2 separate regions of the Mus musculus genome follow, and region 2 is linked to region 1. Evidence: chromatin contacts called from public Micro-C data. All regions are on one chromosome and are shown on one strand. Each heading gives the region's core, a stretch centred on a gene start, on an enhancer-like site or on the middle of the called end of the contact. The rest is flanking DNA. Distances are from core to core; before and after follow the strand shown.

Region 1 (6,678 bases), core at 3,046-5,545:
CCCTGAGTGCTGTGATTACAGGCTTTGCACCACCACATCTGGTTTATCCAGTGCTGGAGAGGGAACCCAGGTCTTTCTGTATGGGCTTAAGCACTCTCCCACTGAGATATGTTGCTAGCCCAAGAAGACTTCTGAATAAACAGAAATTATATGAACTACCAGTGGGAGGAAATGCTCCTGATTTGGAGAGTGGTAGTGATAGACAATTAAAATTATTTAAAGAAAACCATGGTAAAAATATATTTCTCAGACGGGCAGTTGGTGATACACGCCTTTAATCCCAGCACTTGGGAGGCAGAGGCAGGTAGATTTCTGAGTTCAATGTCAGCCTGGTCTACAGAGTGAGTTCCAGGACAGCCAGGGCTATACAGAGAAACCCTGTCTTGAAAAACCACTATACACACACACACACACACACACACACACACACACACGCACGCACACACACACATACACGCACACACACATGCACACACACATAATTTCTCACTGTGTCTTTCTGTGCAATTTCTAGTAAAATATGAACCTGAAAATGTACAACCCTCACCTTCCTCTTTGGCTTTATGACTAGCGGTTTCAAATGTGACACTGAACATCTCTTGAGGCAGCCTGAATCTGTATCCCCAGGCCATGTCACTCAAAGTTGGCTCAAAACAAACCCTCTCTCATCCTCCTCTGAGTGAAAATGGAGCTCTGTGTGGCAGGTTCCACATGGAGAAGCACCTCCGACCAAATGGAATGCTTGTTGGGAGTCGCATGCGAAATGCCCGCACTGGGCAGACAGACACGTGTTTTCACACATCCTCTGAAGGGCAAGATGCAGTGGGACTGTTTCCCAGAGAAACAATTAGAGAATACTGGAGCCAGATAATTTACAACCTAATGTTAACAGTGAGAGGGGTAGATTCCCACAGTCGTGTCCCCCAGATAAGAACAGCCTTGGAAACTGGACCCTCACAAATCTTAGATGTCACAACACAGGGGTCGGGACCTCCTTCTCCTCCGACTCTGAAGAAAGCCAAAGGCAGATCCCCTCTTAGCGAATGCGTGTAAAATACAAGATTAGCTAGCTTTGCTCCATCGTTGAGTCTGCAAAAAGAAATACTGTTATTGTTGGTTTTGAAATTTTGTTTCCTTTTATTTCACTGAGGCTAGAACATGAAGCAAAATGGCAAGCTTCCCACCACATAAAGAAGCCATTTGGTCCCGTCGAGGACAGAATAAAAATTCTAACTGTGGCATACAGCTAGCACCTGCTCTGGAGCCAGGAGGGAGACAGGACCACAGAGGGGCCAATCTCCTGCTTCCTCCTAGCTACAACCCCAGAAGCCTGAAGTTATCTCTGCCCAAAACCTGGTTGCCTTGGCTGTCAGGAAGGAAGTGAGTTTTCCCAGGATTCCAGCAGACCTAAGACCTAGAATGGGAGAGCAGGTGGATCCTCAGCCCAGCTCCCCAGCTTCAGTGGGAAGGCGATTAAAGGATTAAAATTTGCAGGCAAAGCAATGGAGATCCGAACCATCCCCTCCCCTCCTTGTAACTGAGAAGATAAAAGCTGTTTCCTTTCAAAGCTTCGGGTTAGAGATGAGAGTATTAGCCAATATGTAATCTTATAGCCCCGGCACTCAGCTGAGAGGGGAGAGAGGATAGCCAAGTGTCAATCTGCATTTAGAAAGGGGGGGGGGAGATTAACCCTTGAAATACTCCATCTGAAAACGAAGAAACGTCGTTTCTCTAGGGATGGCTCCCAAACAGGATGATTGGAGATACTGTTATTACAACTGGAAAGAAGTTGGGTGCCGCCGGCGGCATCTTGCAGGTGCCAGGTGGGAAGATTCTACCGAATGCTCAACACACGGGGTAAAAGTGTCAGCCCAGCCCAGGAGGTCCAGAGCACTGGGGCTTGGGCTGGAAATGTAGCTCAATATACAGGTTGCCTTGTGTGCAGAAAGCCTGTGTAAAGATGCACACTTGCAGTCCCGGAACTTGGGAGAGAGAGATGAGAGGGTTGAAGCTTAATTAAGGTCATTCTCAGCTACATAGTGAGTTTAAAGCCGGACGGGACTACACAAGACCATACATCACTAATAGGGGTAGCAAGGGAGACTGGGAGAGCCAAGGTTTTGAGAACCCCTGGTGGGACGATTCTATTCTGGTGTACGTCCTCATTCGTCCAATAGGGGGCGTCCCCTCATATCACAGCCATTCCCGAGGAACCCCAGTCCAACCCTCTAAGTGCATCCTCAGGACTGCTCAGCTTTCCTCCTGGACCATTCCACATGGGAAATTACATACCCAAGGAGCGCTGTCTCCCCACCCAGGCTAATTGATTGCCAGGAAGAACTGCCTTTGCGGTCAGAGAGAGGCACGAGAAAACCTAGCTGTGTCTCTCTTTGTAAACAAGTTGTTTAGCTGTCTCCGCTTTCCATCTAAACAGCTATAGACGTGATCAGACTCTGTGTTTTCAAAATAAGACCCTGCACTTACCACTCTGTTAGCACTTTGGAAATGAGACAGTTCGGCAACATTGGCGCCAGGACAGCTTGGTGCTTAGTGACACCATCAGGGAGAATCTTGACTTAATGTTGTCAATAGGACAACACTTTTTAATACACTTCTGTGTAGCCTAGGGAAGCCATATCTCAGAGCTTCCGATTGCAAGAGTCTTCTTGCAAAGGCCTCACGGCTCATGATTCTAATCGGTACTGGTAAAACTGCTGGCTCTCAGCTCGGTGTTCCCAGTGAAGCCAGAAATGACCCAGGAAGAAGGCAGTCCACCATGCAGTCTGACTATGACTCTTTATGGAAAGATTATTGATCTGTCGATTGTTTTCTTCTGTTAAGAAAAAGAGGCATTATCTATATTTTCGTGGACTGACTATATTCCTTACCGTGTTTTACATGGCCTGACCACATCTCTGCCCTTCTCCACCGCTGTGCCTGCCACAGAGCCATTTAGACATCTTTCTTCCTGAACCACCTTGCTAAAGTCCCAATTCAATATGAGAGTGTCTGGTTGTGAATGAGACCCTCGCAAGGGCTAGCATCAAACATTTACTTCCTTCTGAAACTGCCTTTGTCCCTTTTGGGGGGTTGGGGGATATCAGCTCTTTTAAGATTGGTTGGGTACGTGACAATCTTTGCATGGGATTTGACCATGACAGTAGCTTAACTGGAAAACACTGCAGTAAAACTTTGGCACACCGATAGTGGATTACTTGTAAGGAGCTTTGTACAAGTGCTAGAGAAAACTTTTAGATTATCTGTCTGATAGATTTACCCACTCAGCGTTTGTGCATGCAGTCTGTGCGTGTGAGGATTTATGAAGCTGGCTGATTTAAGTAAGATACACCATGTAACTGGCTGCTTTTACTTATTCTGGAAGCGATGCTTTATATCATGGCATGACTACTTGTGGTATCTGTCCTATGAGTGTGCAATATTGTGCCATAGATTGCGTAGGTTATCAGAGCTAAAGAGCCAGTTTTATCAGCGGCTTGAGGTTGATTGGATACGCCTTTATCAGCGTGTGCTGCAAACGACAAAACTTGCTTACCCACCGTGACTGTCCCAGAAAGATTCACGTGGCAAATGTTTTCTTTCTTTCTCTTTAACATGCCAACATTTAATAGTCTTATATCAGTGAAATACCACTGCATAGATTATAAGAACAATGAGACTTTGTGTGTGTGTGTGCACGTGTGTGTGTCTGTGCATGTGTTTATACATATATCTATGTCTCTATGTACATTTGTCTGTATGCACTAGTGTATCCACATACACTCAACTTATGCTTTAATTTATTTGACTTAAAGCAGTGTATTCCTAAATGATAGTCTAAGAACAGAGAAGCCTCCCAGAGGAGACCCTCCATTTCCCCTGTTGCAGTATGGTTGCAGAGAGGAAGAGCCAGTGGGAGACATTCATTTTTACAAGATGATTGAACAAGGAGGTTGGCTCATGCAGCTGCAGAGACTGACCAGTCCCTCAGTTTGCCTTAAACAAGTGGAATGCCAGGAAAACTGCTACATAACTTGTTCAATCCACAGGATAGAGACCTAAGGACTTTAAGATCTAAAGTCAATAAGGAATGGATGTCCTAGAGTCCAGGGGCAGGAGGGACTGATTTCTCATAGACCAAGGGCAAGAATGATGGACGTTTCATAGACCAAGGGCAAGAGGAGCTGATGTCTCATCATCCAAGAGTGCGGGCGGGGGTGGATGTCTCATAGTCTAAGAGCAGGAGGGGTGGATGTCTTATAGTTCAAGGGCAGGAAGGGATGAATGTCCCATAGTCCAAGAAAGGGTTGATGACTCATGGTCCAAGGGCAGGAGAAGTTGATGTGTCATGGTCCAAGGGCAGGAGGGGTAGACATCCCAGAGTCCAAGGTCAGAAAAGGGTGGATATCCTAGAGTCTACAGGAAGGAGGGATGATTGTTCCATAGTCCAAGGATGGGAGAGGTGGATGTCTCCTGGTCCAAGGGTGGGAAGGGATAGATATCCCAGAGTCCAAGGGCAGGAGGAATAGATGGCCCAGAGTCCAAGAAGAGATAGATGTCCACTCTCATAAAGAGAAAAGGTGTCCTTCCTCTAACCTTTGTTTTCTTCGGACCTTTTGATAATTCGCTGAACTGCATGTGTTGGTGAGGGCCATCTGTGTCCTCTCTACTGGTCCAGACACTTATTTCTTCCAGAAACACCTTCTCAGACACACCCGCACATAATGTTTTACCATACATATGGGCATCCCTGAACACAGTCAGGTTGATGTACAAAGTTAACTAATCATCATACCCAGCTGATAAATCTCACCAAAGATAATTCTTAGGTTTACCTCGTTCAGTAATGTGGGGGTGCTTGTAGAGAGTATTATCAACTGAATTGATTTCCCATTCAAATTTACATATCAATGTCACCTCACCAATTAGACTAGGCCTTAGTCAGAATGTCCCAGGGATCCACCCATCTCTGCCTCCCTGCCCAGGTCTGGGATTACAAGCACATACCACTATGTCTGGCATTTTTTACACAGCTTCTGTAAGTGCTTTGCCAACTAAATCATATTCCTCAGACCCTTGACTGGACTTTCATATCTCTCCAAAAATTCATATTTTGAAATCTTTGTCCTCACAGTGACACTTTTAGAAGGACACTTTGGAAGTTGATTGGGAGGGTGCTGGTGATGGGATTAATGTCTTTTGGGGAGCTCCAGTGAGCTTGTCATGAGGCCACCACGGTGAGAGCATCTAGCAAGTCATGGGTCCACACCAGACACCAAATATGCTAGTTCTTCAATCCCAGACTCCCCAGCACCAAGAGGTGAGAGGGTCAGCTCCAGAGCTCACAGTCCTCTTTCTAGAGTACTTTAGTTACAGCAACCAAAGACTTCTGAAGGCGTGGTGCTATAGATAGCAAAACGGGGTTGATAAAGGGATAACACATTTGGTGGAGGGGCCTGGTCCTCAGAGACTCTTTCTCTGATCCATGGACAGAAGAAGCAGGGACATAATCAGTTTTTCCAATGGCAAATGCCTGGTCAGATGTCATCACCATCAGCTCAAGCTACCGAAGCAGAGTCTGGACAGATTCTCTGTCTGGTGAGAAACCTGTTTCCTGGTTTCTCACAGACCCAAGAGAACAGTTGTCTCTGTCCTGTCTAACCAGGGACTGATCTCAGTGAGGAGCATGCTATCCCATGGTAGTTGAATGAGACTGTCTCCCATAGTCTCAGACATTTGAGCATTTGATCCCCAGTTGGTAGAAACCTCTGGGGAGGGTTAGGATGCGTGGCTTTGTTGGAGGCAGCACCTCAATGGCAGTGCACACAGAGAGTTTAATGACTCCAACTTTCCATGCCACTTCCAGTTCAATCTGCCCAATGTTCGCTGCTCACAGTGTACGTGCTCTCAGCTTCCTGTCCCTGCTTCCACGCCTGCAGCTTGTTGCCACGCACACCTCAACTTTACCACTCTGGGCTCCTATCACTCTGGAACCCTAGACCCAATAATCATTTTTATTTCTATAAGTTGTTTTGGTCATGGAACTTTATCACAGCAACAAAAAAGTAACTAACCCAGTCTGCATGATATAATGTCCCACCTCCCAGGGGAGCGATCGCTACTGACCATCGCCATGGGTATGGGTGCATTGACACATGATGTGTCAGGGAATGCTTAGTCCCCGACACATCTTAGTTCTTCATGGAAGCAAGGAAGTATGGAAGATTTGGAGAAAGAACACACATGTAGTGAATGCTGAATACAGGGGTGCAAAATATCTCTGGTGCATCCCAAGGGGAGTGCCCTCAGTCAGCATGGATGATGTCAGCAGTCACCAATGATGGGAAAAGCATCTCTCCCAAGGGACTCTGGGAAACACAGGGAAGGTGTTGGCGAGAACTCTTTCCTATTATCACCTTACCTCCACTTTTGGAAAAACAAAATACAGCTGGCGGCTTAGAGGAAAATGCCTAACAACCTTTCAATCCAGAGGCTTCTCCTTCTGGAGAGCCCGGGAGAGCAAGCTTACAGCCACTTCACCATTAGCACACCAAAGGAAAAGCCTCGTGCTTGGCTCTAGCACAAGAGACCTTCAGATGTGTAGCCAAGGTAGGCACTGAACAAGCAGGAGACAGGGTGGCCATTAAATGAGCCCTTGCCTTAAGTTTCTCATGACATAAA
Region 2 (6,678 bases), core at 2,238-4,737, 72 kb after region 1:
ACAACACCACCAAAGAAAGAGAGGGGGGGGGAGGGAGAGAGGGAGAGAGGGAGAGAGGGAGAGAGAGAGACAGAGAGAGAGAGAGAGAGAGACAGAGAGAGAGAGAGACAGAGAGAGAGAGAGAGAAGGAAAGAAAGAAAGAAAGAAAGAAAGAAAGAAAGAAAGAAAGAAAGAAAGAAAGAAAGAAAGAAAGAAAGAAAGAAAGAAAGAAAGACTGTATTCAAGTTTGTTTGGGAGCTTGGTATTCAGTAAAAATCTTTTATTCAGTTGTGGGAGGACTAAAGAGGTATTTACCTACAGTATCTTCCTGGTTTCCCTCAAACTTTCCCATGAGCGTATAGAGTGAACATCTCCAATGTACCCAGAGTCACAACTCAAAGTCAACATAGCGTGCCATTAGATGGACTCAAGACACAAGCATTTATTTTCAGACACAGGTAGGAAGATGTAGGTATGTAGGACACTGCATCACAGGCTGTCTAAATCAGTACTTATCAGTCAATTTAGAGATAAAATATACATTGTCACATTAGTGAGTGCTATAAAACTGTACTAATGCAACACTATTTTAAGATCATGATAGCACAGCTGGGAGACAGCTCAATATCTGAAGTGCTTGGCACACAGAAGGACATGAGTTCAATCCCCTGAACCCATGTGGCACGATGGCCCACGCTCTGGGCACCAGCACTGTGGAAGCAGAGCAGGCAGATCCCTGGAGCTCACTGGTCAGCCAGCCTTATCAAATCGGCAGGCTCCCAGCCAATGAGAGACCTGACTGTAAGAGCAGGGTAGAAATGAGAGAGATGGTGCAGAAGGCATAAAGTACCTGCCGTATAAACACTTGGAACCCCAGCATGTACGTAGGGAGCCAGGCACAGGTGTCTGCAACCCTGTCACAGCTGAGGGAGGGGGAGGGAGGGAGGGGTGCAGTGTCAGGCCACAGCCCGGTGAGCTCTGGGTTCAGGGACAAATGTTTCTCAAAAGATAAAGTTAATAGTGGAAAACACCAGCCTCAACCTCTGGCTTTCACATGTGTACTTGCATGTACACGCATATACCTACACACTGTTATGCATGTGCCCATACATATGTGCATATGCACACACAACACACATACATGTGCAAGAGAGAAAGAGAGAAATACCAGAAATAAATCTTGTCCTAAAAGTTGATGCCCATTTTCTGACAAATATGACTTCTAGTGACAGCAAGTCAGGCTTCTCGAATAGGACAAAGATGCATGCTTATACTTCTAATTTGATGACGTTTTTAACACAGAGAAAAGATTCCTGAATAGCAAGCTGTGGCTACACATACACTTCTCATTCACTCTGTGCAGCCCTCCCCCTCCTCCCTCCCACTCTGTGATGTACTACACTGAATGAGTCTTGCAGCCTCGGAGTAAGGGATTCATAACTTTTGATTCTAGAAATCAATGAAATAAACACGTCGAGGCCTTGGATGCTTCTCTTTACCTCTGTGGACCTGTGTCTCCTCATCTCCAAGATGAAGGCATTCTAACTCCCAAGTGCCACTAAGGTCCCTGCATGTTGTCACTGATAATGGCAATGTAAATGCTGCATACCCATAACTGACTCAGGGCAAGCCTTGAGAACCCAGTAGAGAAGGATGAAGAGGGGATGGGATGGGGTGGGTGGGATGGGGTGGGATGGGATGGGATGGGATGGGATGGGATAGGGTGGGGTGGGATGGGGTGGGATGGGATGGGATGGGGTGGGGTGGGGTGGGATGGGGTGGGGGGGATGGGATGGGATGGGATGGGATGGGGTAGGGTGGGGTGGGATGGGATGGGGTGGGGTGGGATGGGATGGGGTAGGGTGGGGTGGGATGGGATGGGGTGGGGTGGGGTGGGATGGGGTAGGGTGGGGTGAGATGGGATGGGACGGGATGGGGTAGGGTGGGGTGGGATGGGATGGGGTGGGGTGGGGTGGGATGGGGTAGGGTGGGGTGGGATGGGATGGGATGGAGTGGGGTGGGATGGGGTGGGATGGGATGGGATGGGGTGGGGTGGGGTGGGATGGGGTGGGGGGGATGGGATGGGATGGGATGGGATGGCCCTCAGAATGGTGAGAAGCCATTTTTTAGAGCAGACTTCTTCATGAACTGTGAGACAGCCAGGGAAACAGATCAGCGCCTGCGAGTCACAAAATACCAGCACACTACGCAGCAAACCCCACTAACATCCTCTAATTGGGTAGAAAGTTGTAGAAAAGTCTAAAGTAGAGAAACATTTTCACAAAATTCTGCTTCCCCCCGAACTCACACGGTCACGAGGATGACAGGATCCCACGCAAGGAAGGAACACCTTAGGGATGTTGTAAGGGTTTTCACAGTAACTCTTAGAAGTTAGGAACCAGAACTTTTCACCGTTTTGCAGGGGGATTGAAATACAAAGTGATTTTTACAAACGTTTGGAGCTATCTCTCGGCGAGGAAAACACACCGTTTCCCTGTTTGTTCTTTCAATTTGCTCCACAGACCTTTCCCCCACACTGGTCCCAATAAATCAGTGCACTTCACCAGCACATTTAACGTTGGCCAGACTTTCAATTAGTGACTTTCTCCCAGGCAAGGCCAGCTATGGTCACACAGTTCTTTTCTTAAACTTCTTGCTATTCTCTGGCTCCCAGGAAGTGTGCACCTGTCAGCCAGCCCAGCCCCCACCCTCTCTCATTTTCTTAAAAGCCGGAACTCGGTTTCATTTTTCACTCTTGATTTTAAAGCGGTTGGAAAGCATGAAAGAGAAGGGGCCAGCAAGGGAGGTAAATAAATCTAATCACCGCGAAAAGGCGATGAAAGACCCGTGCCTACGTTTCCTCAATTTGTTCTTGAAATGATCCTTGCCACACTCATTGACTGAGGACCAGCTCTGGGTTCTCCAAAGAGAGGGTTCACGGAGCTGGGAACAAAAGAGCCAGTTCTTTTCAAACACCCATTGGAGTCATTAGTTCCCACCTTTTCCTCTTCACATTTCCAGGCACGGTTAATAAGTAGCTAAATTGACTTCTTTGAATCCTGTGCCTGCTCCTTTCTCTCGCCCACCCTCCTAGACGCATGTGGTTGCGCAGTTCATTCTTTAAGAGGAATGACACCAAGAAAGAAAGTCCTTGAAAAATGGCCACCAGCCACTTAAGAACTACAGACATTTCTAGTAAACTGAACAGCTAAACAGTGGCTGAAAGGGAGAAACGTAAAATCAAACTGGGCAGTGTGGCAGATCTTTCAAGTGCCAGGCTATGTCCCTGGCTCTTATTGTCCCTACGGTGGTCCCTACAGGACACTCCAGGCCTCCTGTAAGAACATACAACTGCCAATGCTCTTCTGACGGTTTTCTCTGGGGTGGTGATGGGAAGGCCTGAGGCGCTGCTGGCCAGGAGCAGCAGTTGGCCTCTAGACAGTGTGGACTGGAGGGCAAACAGACAGTCGTTCGGTCTTCAGTCTCACAGAGGGCAGCTGCTCTGCAAGCCTGTTCTGCTCTGTGTCCCAGAGACATGCCTTGCAAATGTGTCACTGACCACCTTAGCTTTGGGTAACACACAGCCATGGGAGAAAGAGAAATGTCTCCCCCTGGAGGACACACAGGCATGCTCGCTGCCCGTTGTATTAGACTTAGTCTCCCCCACACTCAGCATTCCACCCCATCAACTGCCTGGACCAAGCCGCGAGACCCACTGGAAGCCTTGAGGAAAGGGAGACTCAAGCCACGGATTCTTCAAGTTTCTTGCTGTTCTGTAGCTATATGATCTTTGTCCCTGTTGTCCTGGTTTCATTTCCTCCACCAGCAACCTTGACACCAGGGAAGGCCTGTCGCCTGTCAGAGGGAGGGGCAGAGGTCTTGCTCACTTCACAGGTCTCCTGCTGAGCGCATACCAGAGAAGTTCGGGAACTGAATTTCTGTTTGGTTCAAATTAGAATAGTCACATCCTAATAAGATTTACCTTAAAACTTTACTTCACTCTATGAATCACATAAGAACACGATTAAAACAGAATGCTTTAAGAAATGGTGCTCCAAGGACTTGGGGCTACAGAACTAGAACCTGAACCCACCCCCCAAATACTCAGTAATGGCACATACACCAGGGGCCATCGTGATAATACACTGACTGTCTACAATAGTAAAGTTGCTTACAAACACAGAATGTGACAAATCCTTTCTCCTAAAGGATTCTCTCTCTCTCTCTCTCTCTCTCTCTCTCTCTCTCTCTCTCTCTCTCTCTCTCTCTCTCTCTCTCTCTCTCTCTCTCCTCCCTCCCTCCCTCTCCCTTCTCCCCTTTCTTCCCTCCTCTGTGTTTGGATAGATACATAGATAGATGTATGATAGATAGATAGATTTATAGATGCATAGATAGACAGACAGACAGACAGATAGGTGATATGCAGACAGGTGATAGACAAACCGACTACATATGGTAATAATTGCAGCTTTTGCTTATCTCTTATGAAACATTTGTTTACTTTATGTCCTTGCTTGTTTGTTGTAGCACAAAAGAGTCCATCTCTCTAAGTGTATTCATTGCTGTTACAAATGGAGGGAAAATATAATTAACAGGAAAAAAATAAAAACTGTTATCACATGATGTCTTTTTCAGTTGAAAGGGACATACAAGGAGATAGCTGGCCATGGGACTGGCATCTCAGTTGAAGTCCAAAGGGTTTTCCTACCTCTTCATGGTAGACAAGTGGCCGTGACGACCCCACAGCCATACAGAAGTGAAGACACCGTTTCTGCAGGCTGCATGGACCTGGTTCGCTAAATTCCACTGAGATTCCCCCAGTCACCTGTCATTTCTAAAGATGCAGATGAGAAAAAAATTGTGTGGTGCTGCCTGCAGAATCACACCCCTCCCCCCTCCCCCATCCCATCCCCCCCCCGCACCCCCCCCCCACACACACTTAAAGGAAGAAAGCGGAGAGGCAGAGTCTGGAGGCTAACTTCCCCTGCTTCCGATGCTTCTCAGATTAATCTGAGAATGACACCACTAGGCTGAGGTAAGAAATGCAGGCAGTGGTGGCCACTCAACTCAGTACTTAAGGAGAATCTTCACATTATGTTACAAAGTAACATATTTACACCAGGGGTGGAGCTAATGTCCAAAACAAGCGTCCCCACCTATGATCATTCTGCTTGCTTGTTTGTTTGCTTGTTTGTTCTTTCATTTAAGACGTTTCAGTGACACAGACAAACATAATGAGCCATCTCTACTAAAAATAGAATGTTTCTTGCCTGGCCTGACTTGATGCTGATTTGTGGCGACTGGTTTTGAGGAGAGCAAACATCTTCGATACACAATCACTTATTGAGGGCCTGCGACACCCAAGGCCTGCTGCTGGATGTGCCAACTCAGAGGGACGTGACTCAAGCTGGTGTCTTGAGAGACTTTATTATGATACAGACATTTTTCCAAGATAAAAAATAAAATAAAATAAATACACAACTTTGTGTTTTTCCACAGCCTCTGAAGATTGATTTTTTTCCCCCAAATTCTCTGTAAAATGGAAATTCGGGGAGAAATTAAGATGTGGTTTTATTCACCATTGTTAACTGTGGTTTCTTACCATGGCAGGAGCCTTGGGAGTTTCCTCATTTGGGCCAGAAACAGCAGAGAGGTTCCAATCTCTGTGCTTTTTAAAATATGGTCTTTTCCATCTGTTTCTTAAAATTCTCTCAGCAAAGCAAGGTGATGGTCAGGGAACTGCTGTTTGATTGGACCTAACAGTGCTTAAGGCCAAGGCCAAATAGACCCCGAGGTTAGCTAAAAGGCAGGAATATAGGTTCCTCTGGCCCTAGCCTCAATCCCAAAGATGGAAATTAAAATAAAAACCAAGCCTCAGCTGACAATACCCCTGCCCATCTACTGGAGAATTGGGAGCTAAACTGTGAAAGGCCACATGAAGTTACAGGTCTAATCCACACATTTTCCATGTTCATACAAAGCAACCCAGAGAAAACCCTTCTTTCTATTTACATGGTGAGTGTAGCCCATAGACTAGACAAAGACATTAGAAAACTATTACTGGTTCATCTATATGTAGATTAGTTATTAATGCAAAAACCACAAGTAAAATATCATTGATGACTAGGCACTCAATACATGCTGTCTATGTATAAACTCCTCAGGATAGATAACAGAGTAATATTAGGAAATAACATTCACAGATTATTATATAAGAAAAAATGTATAGGAAACCTGAAATAGAACATTGAGGGGAGAGGGCTACAAGGGTAAAACTTGACAGCTGGAAGCATGACAGGAAAACCAAATTCATGAAAATGTGCAGGGTACAGAACCCTATAATAGGGAATCAATAGTGCCACCTTAAAGGGAGAATCCCAAGTCTGAGACATGACAAAAGACACCGGCTCCCACTGCAGCACCTACGTACCTAACCGACGCAACAAGGCAGGAAAAGGAATAACTGACAAACCACTAGAAAGCAAGAAATAGTTTACAGAGAGAATTCCAGAAGCTCAGGACTTGCCAGAGTGAAGAAATGGGGGAGACCAGGGAGGATTGATGTGTGCATTGCACATCTGCACATGCCAGGTTCATGGGCAACAGAAGGGCTGATACAAAGTTGCAAGGGAAAGACACACTGTTCTAAGTACGACTACCCTACTCAATGAATAAGTTTGCTCTTTGCCAGTGACAATG

Evidence for each region. A called contact is a pair of places that touch in the nucleus more often than the background predicts.
Region 2: a contact with region 1 is called in a Micro-C map of granulosa cells, with 2.9 times the contacts expected there. The contact joins two enhancer-like sites. A contact is called at or near these places in 1 of 15 datasets of contacts at CTCF or cohesin (large pre-B cells), 18 of 484 Hi-C or Micro-C datasets (the C10 cell line, the C2C12 cell line, DN3 thymocytes and 13 more) and 4 of 115 datasets of contacts at active chromatin or transcription factors (CD8 T cells, the HPC-7 cell line, the SCID.adh cell line and 1 more).

The regions. Positions count from the first base shown.
Region 1 is chr16:93,216,421-93,223,098 of GRCm38.p6, forward strand. No RefSeq gene overlaps it. Among named protein-coding and RNA genes, the nearest start is that of Gm30530, 26 kb to the left of the region's middle. Within about 2 kb of position 4,296, at least 9 of the 459 cell types and tissues checked have an H3K27ac peak or open chromatin away from gene starts, as enhancers often do. A contact at or near this core is called in the C2C12 cell line, the G1E-ER4 cell line and granulosa cells, where this site is marked.
Region 2 is chr16:93,289,629-93,296,306 of GRCm38.p6, forward strand. No RefSeq gene overlaps it. Among named protein-coding and RNA genes, the nearest start is that of Gm30588, 31 kb to the left of the region's middle. Within about 2 kb of position 3,488, at least 98 of the 459 cell types and tissues checked have an H3K27ac peak or open chromatin away from gene starts, as enhancers often do. A contact at or near this core is called in the C2C12 cell line, the G1E-ER4 cell line and granulosa cells, where this site is marked.